Linked DNA regions of Anas platyrhynchos: region 1 is linked to region 2. A link is a contact called in public Hi-C data. All regions are on one chromosome and are shown on one strand. Each heading gives the region's core, a stretch centred on a gene start, on an enhancer-like site or on the middle of the called end of the contact. The rest is flanking DNA. Distances are from core to core; before and after follow the strand shown.

Region 1 (4,780 bases), core at 2,194-4,693, 110 kb before region 2:
AAAGCCAGTGCAACTCTGCACACAGCAACTGGCCTCTATCACACACAGACCTAAAAGGTCAGAAGTGTATCAACACTGTTAAGCACCTGTGCTGGATTATCCATGTCAGGATAGATAAGAGCACATCACTCAGCTCTGGCCAGTGTGATTTAACTAATCTTACCCTTACAGAGCAGTTCTGTGACCAACAGGACTGCTGATCATCTCTGCTTTCACATTAAAGCAGTAGGCTTCCCTCTCTGAAATGACAGCAGCTTTTTTTTTTATACCACTTCTATAACTGTGACTTTAGTTTCATTGCAGAATATCAACATTTGTGTTCAACAAATGTGATGCACTGTGTTTTGAAAGTAATAGAGATGAAATGATGGAGGTAGCATATATAGCTCAGTGCAGTTTCAAATGAACCACGGTATGTTTCACTAGAATTATGCTACCAATATTTTTAACTTCCAAGCTATTTATAAATGCCATTAAGAACTGGGAATAGTGCAAAATACAGATTTACAGCCAAAAGTTTTTGCTATTTTAATAATTCTTGCTACAAACCGCCAATCCTGGAAAAATAAACCACAATTCTTTTTTCTTATTTTTGCCCTTTTCTAATTATGCTTCCACTGAAGCACATTTCCTTTCCTTCTTCCTTCAGATATGTGTCCATTTTTACCTAGATTTCTCTTCCTGATCACTTTCATTTCATTTGGGAGACAGACTAGAATCATGCTTTTAGATTTTTCTGTGTTCAGTTTAGAATTCTTCCCCTGACTATAGAGGTGGCACCCCACACACAATTTAAAGTACTTAATATTTCATCTTTTGCATAAATTTGTTATTTTTTCTGTTTATTAGTCATTTATCCATTATATATATACATACACATTAGCACTAGAGGGAAAGCTAAGTTAAAACTTCATTGGCATAGGTATCATACAGAGTTTTAGCAAGAGTTTTTCTTCAGAGACACTAAAATCTGAATGCAGAGCTAGACAAAATACAGAAGAAGATATAAAATAACAACTGAGTAACATTATGAATGAGAAATGAAGTTATCAACTATGGCTCAGAAAAACACTTAAGCACAGACTTCAGCAAGTGATAACACTTCCTTCATCTTCACTGGGAATGACCAAAGCACATTCCCTTATGCTTTCTTTATTCAGATAGCTTACATCTTGCTTCGGTTCGTGTGAGGCCTGAGTCTTTGGCATGAAGTCCTGATTCAACCCTCAGAGAAGCTTACACTTTTCAGTAATGCCACAGCTCCAAAGCCTGAATTCTCTATTCATAAGAAGTCTCAAATTGGTAACTGCCAAACAGTCTCCTTCAGCAACACTAGATTATTTAAGTCTCCTCCTCAGTGTTTGTGTGTGTGTGTGTGTGCGCGTGTGTGTGTGTCTGTTTGTTTTGGATGCATGTATTTTAATTCTAACATCCCTTCCAGACCTTTCCTCTCATAAGGAAACCGTTTATCAGGATGACAATACTTCTTTAGCAGTAGTCTCTACAATCAAGAAGATGAACAGACACCACCATCTTACCTCACATAAGCAAGATATTACTAGAAGGCACCAGATTTCATTCAAAAGCTTCCATAACACCAACACATTAGCATGTGAAGTAGGCTAGAGGAGTACATACTGAAATTACCATTTCCTGAAACATAGCTACAACATGTTAATCTGCTTTGCAAACTGGTGTTGCTATAAAGCTCCTTTGCACACGAGGTGCTTTTGCTGCCACTAGATGTCAGTTTTACACACTTCAAAGTGTATACTTTTCTAATAGTCTTTCTACTATAGTCACAATGGAAACGTTTCTTAACTATGCCATTCTTTCTGGACAGAGATTAAGTATTCCACACCTTATGTACTGTATGGGGACTGTTAGACCGGATGATCTTGGAGGTCTTTTCCAACCTTAATGATTCTATGACTCTATGATTTTCTCTTCTGCTCTTTTCCCTGCATTTCAGTTTTCCTCAATCTAACAAAAGGAAAAAGACCCAAAATATTTCCACTATACATTTGTCCAATTTGCTCTGAGACAGACTGACAGTCAGATTGTGTTTCTAGAGATCTTATTCCATCAGGACATTTTTACTAAGAAATGTAGGGTATCCTCTGGCCACTTATAGATCTTCTATGTCAGTTAATAGGGGATATCATTAGCCTGCCTTATTAAAATTCTACAACATTTCAGCTTTTGGCTTGCATTGACTGCCTGAATGCAGATCATTTATATTTGTACTCCAAATTTCTGTCTCTCGTAAGTGAAAAAAAAAATGTAGCTGTTCAACAGCCTCCTAATGATGGCTTCTTGCAGTCTTCTTGTTCTACTCAACAAATTCTATGAGCAAGTCTTAACATAAAGAAGTTCATCATACTGAATACAAAGCCTTTATAAAATATTATGCATTTATTTTGCCATAACAGCATGAAATAGCTTTATAGCAAATAAATCTGAGCCTTTACTCACACCCTTCCCACCCACTCCTCTCCCCCAGTCAAGAAAATTAGGAGGAGATCATTATACCATATCATGTTCCAATCTATGGATGTGTATAAATACAAACACACAAAGAAATTATCCCATTTCATAGCAAAGTTCTCCAAACCGATCCGTGCTCAGAACTATCAATGTTACAGAACGTAACTCACTTATGGGAAGGTAATGACAAGACTGTCACCTTACATACAGCTTTACTGCCCAGATTATTGACAGCTTATCTAGCAACACGGTATGGGTTTTGGTTTTGTTCTTTTCATAAAGTCAATGGAATCCTCTCATTCTAATTCACATCAAAAATTCAGACTCCTACTGATCCTTCAGGGCTCTCCTGGATTGTTCAAGACTTTCTTTGAAACTGCAGCTGTAATTATATTATGCAGGTGCTTACCTACATCCTACATGAAGGGGCTGAAAAGTAAAGAAGGGGAAAGAGATGTGCTGTGAACTTCAAAATACAGCTAGAAAGACTGTATCACGCAGTCATCTACATCAACAACCTGCTTCAAAAAGATCTGCATCTCCTAGCACAATCTCGGCTGGGAACTGTGAAAGCATGGCAAAAATCCTCCAAAGCAGTAGCAGAAGCCAAATCACATTAGGTCCTGTGACTCGACAGCCACGTTTGTGGCTGAAGCCGTTAGGGAACAGAAGGTATTACTATTTCCACCAACTAGAGGGAGCACATGCACCTTAGTCTGTTCTATGCTTGGGCCGGAAAAGCTCCCAAATGCTACCCAGTGTGTTACAAAGTTTCACCACGTCTGAAACCCACATTTGCTTTACCTTCTAACCACATTTACTCTGCTTCCTCAAACAAAGCTCCATTTGCATGTTGTCTGTCCCTTCCTTATCCACCTATCAGTTATCATTCCCTACACATCCCCAGTCTGCAAAGCACAGTCCCACCCAGCCATATGCACACAGGCTGGCCATTTGTGACACACATGCACAGAACTAGAGCACCACAGACACGTCAGGCTGCTCTGCATACACTGCAGAGTACACACGCGCAAGTCCACTTAAACTTTCCCAGTCAAAAATGCATAAGACCTCCTTACAGCTCGGCAGTTCTGTATTGTACAGAAGCCTTGCCTCTCTGATTTTGATGCAAGGCTTCTGCTTCCTCACTTTCTATGTTGGCAAGCAGCTACAACAGCATACGCTCAAATCCAAGACATGCCTCTGCAAGTAAAGGAGTGAGAGACACACCTCAGACATTTGCACCATAGCAGCATTTCTCTGTTTCCACGATACTATCTGCTGAACAAAGCTGGTTGGCTTGATTTGCAAGCTGAGAGTTTTGGTTACTGTTAGCTACTGAGCTAAGTAAGCTACTAAGAAAGTTGATGTCTGATGAATAAAGGAACCAACAGAAAACAAAAAATCAATAACTGGTTTGAGAAGAACATAGTTGTATGTGCTTTCTAAACTGCACTCCAACATGAAACTATTTTTTATTTTTTTATTGTCCCTTTATTTCCTTATTGTCTATTCTGCAATTCAAATCCCTCCATGAAAGTAACTACTTTAACTTCTTCTTTATCACATGTATTAATTTGCAATATACCCTATTCATGCTCATATGTATACATATGCTCTAACAATGTATATCACCAGCAAGAACAGGAGCAATGAACAGTTAAAGACTAGAAAAATTAGTTTCCTTCTTCCAGAAACTACCATGTAATTTCATGAATGTTGAGTATGCAAGATATTTTTGTACTCTTTCCTAAGACCAAAATTTTGTGGCTAAAATGCAGTAGCACTTCCCAGTTACAATCAGTGGTATAATTTTCTGTTATAAATAAGTATTGAACTTACTAAATAAAAAGACAACTTTCAGCTGGACTCATAGATGCCAGTTTCCTCAAACTGGAAGGAAGTTCATAATTTAATACCCTTACTGAAAGTTGTCACCAGGAAAAAAAAAAAAAAAAATTGAATTGAACTAAAACTCTCTGTATAAAACATTTACCAGCAAAGGAAAGTTCAGGTCTATAGTTTCATCACCCACCAAACTCAATTATCAGTTAAAAAGTTCTTGGTCTGCCTATTCACAGAGCTCATACCCATGCAGGAAGCACTACCTACAGCAGAGCACTGCTTAAGAAGCAGATTCCATTGAACACTGTCTTTGAAGGCCAAAAAGAATTGCACAAGCTGTCTTTTGATTACCTAGCATCTTAATATACATAAGTAAAAGCTTAAATATTTTATTTTGCAAAGAAAAGGAAGTGTACAAGAATTAATCCTTACAATAACAAAAATATCA
Region 2 (4,556 bases), core at 453-2,952:
ATGTAGCCAAGGCATTTCACTGTTCTTATTTAAAGTAGATAATTCAGAAACTTAGTGTAGATGTGTTTGGATATGAGTAGGAGAAACTATGCAGAATCTTGCTTGAAGGAGTGTAGTTATGCTGAAGAGCAAGTTCAGACTAATTTGGAGATAGAGAATCAAGGAGACCATGTTGACCTTTATTTATACGGAACAAGAAGCCAATGAGTAATTCCTCATTTTTAGTGAAAGCACTATGTTTTCTACCCTAACTGATCATAGAAGGAATTTCACAGTGAAACCACTTAATGCAGAGACAGAGATAAAAATGATACAGGAATGTCCAGACAACTTAACCCACAAATTTCTGAGGGCTCACCATGCCCTGACTGCAGCAGCAGAAGTCAGGCTGGAGAGGTACAGTGGTTCAAAGTGGTTTGAACCACAACTACCAATGATAAAGAGTCATAACCCAAATGAGTACAATGCTCTGCCTACATTTTCCTCTCTGAATGAGGAAGATGAGAGCAGGATGCTGGAAACATCAGGGCACTGCATTTCTCACTGTCCTGAACACAGCCCAGCAGATGCAGGCAGTAATTCATGACTAAATTTCACTTCCCGCAGTTCCTCTCTCACTATTTCATTACTGATGGGGTAGAGTGCTGTCTTCTGACAGTGCAGGTAATGTAGAGAAAGGAACGGGCTGAGCTAACGCCCAGCCTACAGCAGGCTTCATCTCTGGTCCTGGTGGTCCCTCTAGAGGTTAAAAACGGTAATTCAGTTTCTAAAGCTATTCCTACCTATCCCTGCCGAGCTGGCATACTGAAATAGGAGTGTGAGTTCAGAGACAATGGCATGTATCCAAGCAGGTCTTAGGCTGAGATTCACCTACTATAAATTATCAGGTTGCAGTCTGCATCAATTTGTTGCAGTTTAACATACCTGTCAGCTGAGCATATGCTCAAGAGCAGAACTCAGCTCTGACTCGTTTCCAGCTCCAGAAACCCCCAGACTGAAGATTTTTCAATACACTAAGAATGCTCATAGTTGACAAGTTTCTTCTTTTTTTTTTTTTTCCTCTTTTCTCCAAACATTTATATCCCTGCATACAATCAACATCCATGTTTTCATGTTCAGACACTGAAGGGAAAACTAAAAACACTTAAATAACTCCTGTTAACTGAATTTTAAAAAAAAATCTTATCAATGTGCACTGATATACCATCTAACTTAAATTTAATTGGACTCAGAAAAAGATATCCAGCTCTATTATTAACTATATAAATTCTAGGAGGATTGAATCTTCTGCATCTTTCTCACGGTGATTACATATTGATCATAACAAGATCCTCAAGAGAAGAGATGGCAACAAAAGCTCTTTGTTGGAGTGCTCTGCTGCTGATTGGCAGCATTTCACAGTGTGCATACCCAATTTCACACACACATACACATATGCCTTCTGCTCAGCAGACTGGCCCAGTCAATGGAGCTCTAAGCCACCAGCTTGTCAGCTACTGTTACCAGATGAACTGTGCAGTTTAAATAAGCAGAGTGCCCAGGGGATTTGCAAAGGATTTTACCATTGCATTTCACAGAAACTGAGTTCAATCCTTGATGACTGGTACTGAAAAAAATGTACATATACAAACCTAGAAGGCAGAGCTGACTGAAGCCTGGGAGCAGTGTCTTGCACTGTGCTTCACAAGCCTTTGGCAATCTACCTGGGAGAGGAGCTACTTAGTCACAGGCTGCATCATTCCAAACCTGAGTCACTGGCATTGGCACTAAGTTCTCACCATGGCCCTTCACTAGATCCCAGTAAGTCTAGGCATCACAGGAGACTTTCCAGGATAAGTGTTCTGGAGCCAGCTGAGGTTTACAGCAGCACCAGCCTTCTCAAGCCAAGGCATGATTCATTAGTTAGCAAAATAGAATATTTATGCACACAGCTTAAGTATTAAAAAAAATCCTCTTAACCTAGCCTGCCAGTTTTCCCTGATTCAGTGTGGCAGCTCCCTGAACTTTCCCCAGAATGCAGACACAAGTCTTCAGGGCAGCCCCATACCCTCAGGTCTGATGATGGATTCACCCAGCTCCAAAGGAGTCTCCCAAACCAATGACCATTAGGAGCTTTAAAGCAACTGAGACATTATGCTCCAAAGCATCCTATGGCCTCTGCTCACATGGCTGGCAGCGTTGGCTCAGGCATTCTTGCCAGACTAGGCATGATTCAGTGATCCTCAGCCAGTCCATTAAATTAGCTGGTGTGAGGCCAAACCACTGAGACTAAGAGTCAGCAATTTTTAATTTAGTGGGCATCTGAGTCACACACCACTTCCCCACCCCCTCCCATCAAAAAAATTTCCCTGATCTTCATCTCCCTCATCTTAAACTCTTAGACAGCTGCCTCAACTTTCTGCCTTGGTTTAATTTATTTAGGAATTGAAGATGGTAATGTGTCAATAAGGAGTATCTTTAAAATGCTTAGAGATAAAAAGTGCCCTGGGTGTTTTGGCTATTATTAGATATTAGAATACCAATGAACATATTCTTACATTTCTTCAGCTTGCTTTGAAGAATCCCAAACAAACAAGACTGCAAAACAATCCTGACAGCTTCTAAAAAGCATCAATGGTAAAACATTTCTGGCTTCCACAGTTTGAAAGATAGACACAGAATATGATTTCAACACAGTCAAAATATCAGAATCGCAGATGACTACTGCATGCTAAATTCATAAAAAATAAAAATTCTCCAGTGCCCTTTAGCTGAAATGATTAATCATAATGGCATACTCAAAAAGTCCATAAATGTAAGTTAAGGTTTGTTTGTTATAATAACCACATGATTCAAAAATTTACCAATTCACTCATACATGAAAATGATCCTAAGGCACTTCCCTACATTCTCAGAGTTTAGATTACTTTCTTCTTGGGAATGTTTAATCACTTCCACTTATTTTAAAAGTGAATATAGTAAAATAGTGTTCTGCAAGTTGTAGCCCTGTTTTGAGTGAGGTACTTCAAAATACTTTTCACATAAGCAAACCTGACATGCTTCTTCACAGCAACCATCCCATTATGTTTTTGGCCACAGTACATAGAAGGTTCCTTTACACTGGGGCAAGCAGTTTCAAATAGCATACTTTGTATTATCAAGAGCCTACACAGACAGGCAAATGACCTGTTAGCTATCACAGATTACTATTCAGCATCTCTAAACTGACCGTTGGAACTTAAATCCTCAAGAAGCAAGCAAATTTTGTCTTTATTTTTTATGCATATGGCAGCTAACATAACGTTGCCATGAAGTGAACCTGCCTCCTTCTGTTACTCTTACTGAGCCTCCTCTTCTCCAGACTAAACAGCCCCAGTGCCCTCAGCCACTCCTCACAGGACTTGTGCTGAAGGGCCTTCACCAGCTTTGTAGCCCTTCTCCGGACACGCTTCAGGGGCTCAATGTCCTTCTTGTAGTGAAGGGCCCAAAGCTGAACACAGTACTCGAGGTTCAGCCTCACCAGAGATGTGGACAGTGGGACAATCACCTCGGTGGTGATATCATTAATATCCCAGATAAGTGGGCTCTGGGAGATAGGCAGCTGCTCATTCCAACTACAGCTATTCTCACAGCTGGGAACAGGAACAGTACCAGAACTGTTCCTGGTGCATGAGGCACTGAAAGTAATAAATACTTAGTAAAACCTGTACAGATTTTGACAACTTAAGAACACAAATGTCTCAATTTTAAAACTCCAGCTGATTTCAGTGGGAATGGAACTGTTATGGTGATTACCAACAAATTTAGAAATCTAGATTATGGGGAGCCCTCAAATTAAATTTTGGTGATATGTTCATGACATGTTTAAATTATGTTAAAACAGCCTTTTATTTTTTTGTTTTTTTTTTGTTTTTTTTTTTTGTTTTTTTTTTTTTTTATTATTATTATTATTAATACCACAGTTTCCCAGCCAGTTGGCAGCAGGTCAAAGTTAGGCAATGCTTTCAGGGCGTGCCCCTGACAGACATGAGTGATTACCTTGGAATCTTACTCCTGAGAACTTTTCCTAAACGACTTGAAAAATAACCCGTGTTACACTGCACTTTCCAAAATAACATTCTCTCTCCATATCAAGCTCTTAGTGCAGTAAGCAGTTTAGGTGTTCACAAGAAAATCCTGATTATTATTATTAAAATTATGCTATTTAATGCTCTATTTCAGGAAGAAGCTAAAAACAGAAGGGCAGGATAAACACTGTGTTCTTTTGCCCTACTCTTCAGCTCATTTACTTGCTCCTCATGATGCAGTGAAATAAAACAATTATTCCATGACACTGTAAAAGTAATCTCAATGCACTTGTAAATATTTATGTTGCAATAATCCCAACTTGAAAATAGTTGAAAACAGATGTCTGCTCTGCATATAACTTTCCCTACATTTATGTATCCACTTTCTCTACTCCGTGACCTGTGGAGTATTCCAAATCCATGGAGATTTCTTTGATCATATATTGCTGGCTTGCTCCCTCATTTTCTCTAAAATATGTCTTAAGTGAAATATACATTACTATTATTAAA

What was found. A called contact is a pair of places that touch in the nucleus more often than the background predicts.
Region 1: a contact with region 2 is called in a Hi-C map of F1 follicle, with 3 times the contacts expected there. The contact joins two enhancer-like sites. A contact is called at or near these places in 4 of 8 Hi-C or Micro-C datasets (F1 follicle, liver, skeletal muscle and 1 more).

The regions. Positions count from the first base shown.
Region 1 is chr6:25,576,119-25,580,898 of IASCAAS_PekinDuck_T2T, reverse strand. The region is part of intron 2 of BLNK (B cell linker); the gene reads left to right. The region is part of intron 1 of DNTT (DNA nucleotidylexotransferase); the gene reads right to left. Among named protein-coding and RNA genes, the nearest start is that of DNTT, 20 kb to the right of the region's middle. Within about 2 kb of position 3,443, at least 2 of the 8 cell types and tissues checked have an H3K27ac peak or open chromatin away from gene starts, as enhancers often do.
Region 2 is chr6:25,468,852-25,473,407 of IASCAAS_PekinDuck_T2T, reverse strand. The region is part of intron 2 of ZNF518A (zinc finger protein 518A); the gene reads right to left. Among named protein-coding and RNA genes, the nearest start is that of CCNJ, 11 kb to the right of the region's middle. Within about 2 kb of position 1,702, at least 2 of the 8 cell types and tissues checked have an H3K27ac peak or open chromatin away from gene starts, as enhancers often do.